2 separate regions of the Zea mays genome follow, and region 1 is linked to region 2. A link is a contact called in public Hi-C data. All regions are on one chromosome and are shown on one strand. The core of a region is the stretch at or near the end of the contact, and the rest is flanking DNA. Distances in the headings are between cores, read along the strand shown.

Region 1 (3,416 bases), core at 676-3,175, 290 kb before region 2:
TATAGTATGTAATGGGAAGCCAAAAGCAAAGACAAGCAAGCTAGAGACAAACAAGATTGCCATGGAAAACAAGAAGCTATATGTTTCGTCATTGTCTAGAAGCTGGATCGCTGGAAATATATAAAGATGATTGGAACTATCTTGGCAGCAACAGAAGCATATTCATTCTATGTTACTAAACATAAGATCAGAATTACAAATGGTGACCCTCAATTATGTTACCTGACATCTGACCCTGATTGGGAAGTCTTCTTTGATCATTTTCCATCCTGTGGGTATGTGGCCTCATCCATTGAGGGTTCTGGTCAACTTGTCCAGTACTATCAGCAAAGCTCTTCTGGCCAGCACTCTAACAATGTAATACTTTTTTCAGCACAACCGAATAAAAGAATAGCAACGTATGATTTTCAGCATTTTTGAAGCTTCATAATGTGCATTGCACACTTTAACAAAGAAGCAATAAACCTAACATGTTTCCTCAATTGATAGAGAACTACCTTTGTCTATTCATAACCGTGCTGAAAGCTCACACACACACAAGGAAAAAGGCAAGAGAGAACACGTAGAACAAATAAAGTGTTGTGGAATGCATGTCTTGTGCAAAAGCAATGTGTACGTCTCATCATATTTTACCTCTTTTGCTAGCCTATTGAGTGACTGTGTGCATGCAATTTAAGGGCATAGAACCCCAAATGTGACTTTTTGATTTAGATTGTTTCAAAACATCACAAAAAGCCTAACATTGCAAGATGAATATGTACAAGTATGCTATAAACAAAAAGGAAACAACTTCAGGTTTAATCCATTATTTTACCGTTGCACTGAAAATTTACCCAAACAGTGTATACCTCTTTCTTCTTGTCCCTTTTTCTTTTCACTTCGTGAAATGGATCTGCAAGTGCAAACGAACAACAAATTCTAAGCACAAAAAATAACATGAGAAGATTTACTACCGGAGGCAATATATATTGCAAACAAAGGCATCTGACGTCCAGCAAATAAGAGACATCGCACATATCAGCACCATACAAAAACACCAAAGATCATTTTCTTCTCGAAAAAAAAACATGGAGACCATTATAATATCTATTCTTATAGGCCCGTTACAACACACACCAGCAAGCAATAGTAAGCACTACCTTCTACAAAGTTGCAACATAGAATAGAACACAAAATTACAAGTAGCCAACAACTAAAGTTAACGACTTGGCCCTGCAAGAGTGCCATTATATATATGGACATCACTCGCTAATCAAAATCACGACCCTCGTGATTAGTATCAGTAATCAATAAACCACTAAACGCTGAGCCTCCCCCAAATCCCCATATCTCGAAAACCCTAGACTGTACACGGCAATCCCCTGCGCCCCCACGGGTGTGGCGGCAGAGCCGACCCAATGCAGCTCAGCGAGCGCCCCAAAACCCTAGCTCAAGGCACCGGTACGAGATCGATGGAGTCGAGGCGACCCCAGATCGGAGAACAGGGGAGAGGTAAGGGGACCTTGATTCAGCAGCTTCTGCGCCGTCTCGTTGGGGTCCATGTTAGACTCGCGGAGGGTGTCCAAGATGTCGGCGTCGGAGTGGCCGACGACGACCTCCTTGATCGACTGGATGGTGGACTGGATCGCCGTGGTGGTGGTGGTGGTGGTGGTGGTGGGCGAGCGCGCCGCCCCCGCCCTGTCTGAGCTGCGCGCCCCGCCGCCAACGCCAGCCATGCCCGCCGCGAGAGGGGAGATCGCCCGAACGCACGCTAGGACGGGGGAGCGGGTGGTGTTGGAGGCGCTGACGATCGCCGCCGGAATCGCATCAAACGACGCGAGGGCCTGGGTTTCGGGGGAAAGCGGGTTTGGGCTTTGGTTTGGTTGGAGTGGTTGGGGCCGGCCGGGCTCGGGTGGGCGCGTTGTTTTCCAAGGGAAATGGTTGCGCGACCTGCGAGGGCCGGTGGTCCGGTGGTGGCCGTTGTGTTGTGCTTGTGCACGAGTTTTCCGGCGGAGGCGGCTAGTGTGTCAGCGTGTGTGAACGCGGGAAGGGGTGCTCAAATGACGGATATATCCCTATCCCTACTTAGGAAATCCGTGAGCGTGGAATTTACGGCTTGAACCAAGTGGTAGGGGGGCGAGGGTGGAAGCGTCATCTTGAATGGCGGTAGGTTAATTCGATCGGTTTGGCAGAGAACGGACCTGCATTCTTGTTTGTTTTTCGACTCAGGCTCATTTTGTAGGTCGGGCCTGCGTACGTTGCACTTTAAAGGGCTGTTTGGTTTGATGCCTAACTTGCCACACTTTGCCTAACTTTTCTGTCTAAGGTTAGTTCTTCAATTCGAACGACTAACCTTAGGCAAAGTGTGGCACATTTACCCACGAACCAAACAGCCCCTAAATCCCACTTCTCCTAATTTTTTTTATGATAGTTACGCGCAGTTGGATAGGACGGTGTACACGATGCACGAAGGAAGAAAATGTTGTTTTATATTAGTAAAGACTATGTGAGTGACCGTGCGTTGCAACAGAAAAATGTATAATAACACAATAATTTATGTACATATGTGTGTTATATTGTTATAGATATGTGTTCATCCGTTGCGACGGAAGTAAAAGATTTGTATGAAACATTAATACAGAACGACAAACATCACTATATTATGCAAAATATGTGTGGAAAACATTATCAATATCACACAAATTATTTCTAAAAAGTTAATTTAAAATTTTTAATTACAGACAAATGTGTCGACAACTGTACACTAATCAGCTAATCCTTTTTAGCGATATCGATAAGTCTCTGTTGTATGTTTGTAGGGATGGCATATCGACACGAATTGTCCTCATAACTTAACAGATCAATCACAAAGTTTATTTGAAGAATCTTTGCATCCTACAAACAAAGACATAAGAGAACAAAACATATTATCTTGTAGAACGAGATAGCCGAATGTATGTTTTGAACACAAAACGAACGTACTACACTCACCCCAACAAATTTCATTCGTCTGTCATTCCCCCACATGGCCATAGCTTGTAGAACGAGGTAGCTCGTATTAAACCTATAGAATAATGTTTAGGCAACTATGTTTTATACAATGATTATCATAGAAAAAATTAAACTGCTGAGAAGGTGGTACGAAGAAAATACCCTCTTAAGTCAATTGGAACACCAGTCTGAATTATATGTTCCCACTTAAAGATATCCTCCGCCCATCTAGAACGTTTCTTACTGTAAGCAATCTTATATTTTTTGAGGCCATGATAATCGCTTCCGTGAATCTCTTGTATGGCATGTGTTTACACCAATCTTGAGTCGGTGTAAAGTCGATAAAAGTCACATGCTTTTTAACATGATCTATTACGAAAAGGGCGTGACATCTATTGAATTTCCGTGGCATAAAAACCTGCAAAATATCAGTCATTAGGATCCTA
Region 2 (3,922 bases), core at 655-3,154:
CCCTGGAGCCGTCCACGTGGTGGGGTCGGGCGCTGTTCACCACGCGACTAGAGATAGCCGCGTGAATACCGCGTCTTTATACTGTAGTAAGGGGTACCCCTGTTTCAGGGTCCCGACAAATTTGTTAGGCAAATATGTTATCATATTTGAATTTGCTGGATTTAAATATGTTGTATGTGTAGTGGGCAAACAGGTATATCCGTGGATATCCATTACCTGCGGGTAACAGATGTGGATACTGTTTTTTATTCGTAGCGGGTAACGGATACGGGTTCAGATATCGAATATAAGTCGCGGATATGGATATCTAGAGACACTATCCGTGGATAGATTATCCATTGTCATCCCTATTCCTCATTGAGACCTGCAACGTGCGGATTTTACTGTTACCCGCACGTTACCGAGGCAAGGGCATTAACCCAATGCGCCATTTGGACGTATTTCATTATGATTTCCACTGTTCTTTGTGCGTTAACGAGGCATGAAGAGACGGGCAGAGGTGACACAACGACAACACCCACATAGACTACGCCGCAACCTACAATAAGGACTGCACACGTACTCCGATTAAGATGAAACAGGAACATAGGATGTCAGGAGCATGCGCGATGACCAAGAAGGGATACGCGCTCAGAAAGATCTAGCATTGTTTGCTCTATTAGGTGTTTCCCATTCCATATTGTAAATACTCTTAGGCCCACATGTCGGGTCTTGAACTCCCTTATAACGTGCCTCCCTTAGATTATAAATGGAAGTGCACTTGCTCCGTAGCAAAGGAGGTCGATTCACACTTAGGTCGCCCACTACTAAGTTCTCAGGCAATATAACTTATAGTGGAGGTACGATATTACTCTTTGGCAGCCTGAACTACTCTAAACACTTGTGTTCTTGTGTCCATCTGAAAGGCTAAGTAAAACAATTAAGCCTACTGGACCAGGCTCCGCCGCCCGGCCGGCGAGCTAGCAGGTACCCCTCCGAACGGCGGTGGTTGGGTCCGCATCTTCTTCCTTGCCTTCTTCCGCTTTGTGTCGACAACGAGGTCATAGGGGGAGTCTGCGGCTACAGGAACTCCGGGAGGCCGCAGCCAGGCTGCCATGGAGGCCGCGCTTCTTGGCACCGTCGCAGGAGCCCCCGCGCCCCTGAGCAATAGCCCAGCAGGGCCGCTGCCCGCTGGGAGCCTCCGCGCACACCCTTGGGCAGCAGGCTAGCAGCGCCGCCGGGGTCCTCCATGCTGGGGAACGAGATCCTCTGACGTGGGGAGAGGGCACTGCCGCGTGGTCCCCGCGTGCGGTGACCCTACTGCCCCCTGCAGTACGTCAGAGGAACCTCCTCCCCATGCTGAAAGGGAGCAGCGGATGACACTCCGCCTTCGCGCAGTCGACATAGCGGCCGGTGGCGTCGATTTTTTTTCTCTCTCTCGAATCGGGATGTGCTTCTGGGAGACGACGAGACGATACGGAGGCTTAATAACGGATGCAAAACGGGTCCCTATCCTACCCACATCGTTCTTTGTCCCTCGAACCAAATAAACAAACAATCCTATGCCCTGCAACAACCAATCTGCGAACTCCAAGCTAAACCAAACACGCCCTCTAAAACACAGAGGCGTGGTGGTCCACCTCCCCTCACAGCTAGCTAAGCATTAACCCAATCCAAACTCTGGAGGCCCCGCATGTCAGCCGTGCCATGCTCCTCGATCTATGACTCGAGTTCTACTGCTCCAGGCCAACCAGAAAGCGGGAGAAAAAGCACTGTAGATCATCGATGTGACGTCCCAGTGTCCTTCGCCCCCACTCTCTCTCGTCACAGGAAACACATTCTCTCTCTAGCGGCCCCCTCTCAAACACAAACAGCCATTCTCTCTCCCTCTCAAAACTCCAAACTAGAGCTAGAGGCCTACGAAGTAGTAGGAAGCTGCTGCTCTCCTCCATAGCCCCTACCCCCTCCCCTACGCTGCCACTCTATCGCCCAGCCATACAGCAGCTACCCCGCTGCCTGTCACTGAGCCAGCGCGGCGCAAGTGCGCAAAGCCGAGCGCGAGAACCCACGAAACCAACCCAGAGCCCCCATTAAGGCAGGCTCGCTGCAGCACGTCTCGCGCTCCATCGCCGCCTGTCCTCTTCCTGTAATGTCACTCCCCCGATGCCTGTGCGCAGCTCAGTGGCCATGACGACGACGGCCGCCCGTGCTCTCGCCGCCCTCGTGCTCGTCACCGCCGCCGCCGCCGCCGCCGCCGTCGCCGACGATGGTTGCCGATCTGTTCCGTTCTCTCTTCACCCGTTTCGCTTTCTTTCTTCTCTGGGAGTCCTCTTGTTGCGTACTGGGGAGCAAAGATTCAGGGGGGGCGGCTGGGTTCGTTAGGATTAGTATTTTATTAGCGCTGCAAGTACGCGCTTTTTGGAGGCATGGTGATTCGCTAGTGTTCTATTCCACCCCCTTTTTTTATTGCTGTAAGCCCGTAACCCGAGTCTTAACTTAATCCTTGTGAGCTGTGCCTCTTCTCATCTCATCTTCTTGCCTAGTACGAGCTTTTAACTATCCTGTCCATGTTTCAAAATGTGCTTACTATCTCTCTTCATGTTCGGTTCTGTTTATATGTGCCTTCTTGTGCTGCTTGTTGGAGCAAATGCTCAGAGCATCCTTAAATCGTTTGAGCATCCATCATTGTTTCTTCATTTGGCCCTTTCAGTGCTGGAAGCTTGGTTTCTGCTGCTAAGCCTTGTTCTATTCCTGTGTGGTTTTAGCTGTGTTTTGGTTTTGCCATCCTGATCCAGTTTCCTATATCTGAATGAATCCAAGCAACTTCATATTTCACCACCGTGTCGTATCTGTGCTTTCCAAATCTTGACGTCCCTCGCTTTCCTGCCTGCAAGCACTAATCCAGAATCCAACTACCACGTTACCCAACTCCCTTTCTGCGGAGATTCCGTTTGCCGAGAACTGTCTGCTCGGATTTCTACCACTCTGTAACCCGTTCTTTGTGCTAACGCGGCTGGCTCTGCACCTTCCAGGGGCGGCGCTGGTGGAGATCAAGAAGTCCTTCCGCAACGTCGGCAACGTACTGTACGATTGGGCCGGCGACGACTACTGCTCCTGGCGCGGCGTCCTGTGCGACAACGTCACGTTCGCCGTCGCCGCGCTGTAAGAATGGCGTCTCGTTAAAACTCTGCTCTTTTTTTTCCCCAACGACAGCGACGTGTGGCCACTGATCCGGGTTATGGCGCCAATGCAAATGCAGCAACCTCTCTGGCCTCAACCTTGAGGGTGAGATCTCTCCAGCCGTCGGCAGCCTCAAGAGCCTCGTCTCCATGTACGGATGGTTTCTTATTTGTCCAAACGACTGCTGTTGGTTGGATTTTTGTTTTCTGAGTCCTGACCGGTGTTTAACTGGCCTCTTTTGCATTCACATTCAGCGACCTCAAGTCAAATGGCCTATCCGGGCAGATCCCTGATGAGATTGGCGATTGTTCATCACTTAGGACGCTGTAAGTTCAACTTCGATTAACCCGTGTTTACTTGTGGTTGTGGGTTTAACTGAATATAGTGCTTTTATTCAAACTTTCCTTTTTTTCTTTCTTTTAGGGACTTTTCATTCAACAACTTGGACGGCGACATACCATTTTCAATATCAAAGCTGAAGCACCTGGAGAACTTGTGAGGCTTCTTCTCTCTGGAATGTGCATAGAAATACATGCCGTTTTGGCTTTGGAAGTTCTTACAGATCTTGTGGCGCTGTTTGTGATTTCTAGGATATTGAAGAACAACCAGCTGATTGGTGCGATCCCCTCAACATTGTCACAGCTCCCAAATTTGAAGATTCTGTAAGTTACTATTGTTGCATGATTCTTATAAGGTGGATCAACTAGCATGGTCCAGAATTTCTAATGTGATGTGCACTCCAGGGACTTGGCACAAAACAAAC

What was found. A called contact is a pair of places that touch in the nucleus more often than the background predicts.
Region 1: a Hi-C map of leaf mesophyll shows a contact between it and region 2, with 5 times the contacts expected there. The contact joins the promoter of LOC100382099 here to the promoter of LOC100193598 in region 2. A contact is called at or near these places in 2 of 25 Hi-C or Micro-C datasets (bundle sheath and leaf mesophyll).

What each region holds. Positions count from the first base shown.
Region 1 is chr6:120,118,626-120,122,041 of Zm-B73-REFERENCE-NAM-5.0, reverse strand. LOC100382099 (Putative DUF1296 domain containing family protein) reads right to left here and starts at 1,925. Exons shown (of 11, transcript NM_001174860.1): 1 at 1,502-1,925; 2 at 849-892; 3 at 223-349. The coding sequence starts at 1,715.
Region 2 is chr6:119,823,125-119,827,046 of Zm-B73-REFERENCE-NAM-5.0, reverse strand. LOC100193598 reads left to right here and starts at 1,904. Exons shown (of 27, transcript NM_001358834.1): 1 at 1,904-2,248; 2 at 3,012-3,141; 3 at 3,239-3,310; 4 at 3,414-3,485; 5 at 3,583-3,654; 6 at 3,750-3,821; 7 at 3,903-3,922. The coding sequence starts at 2,143.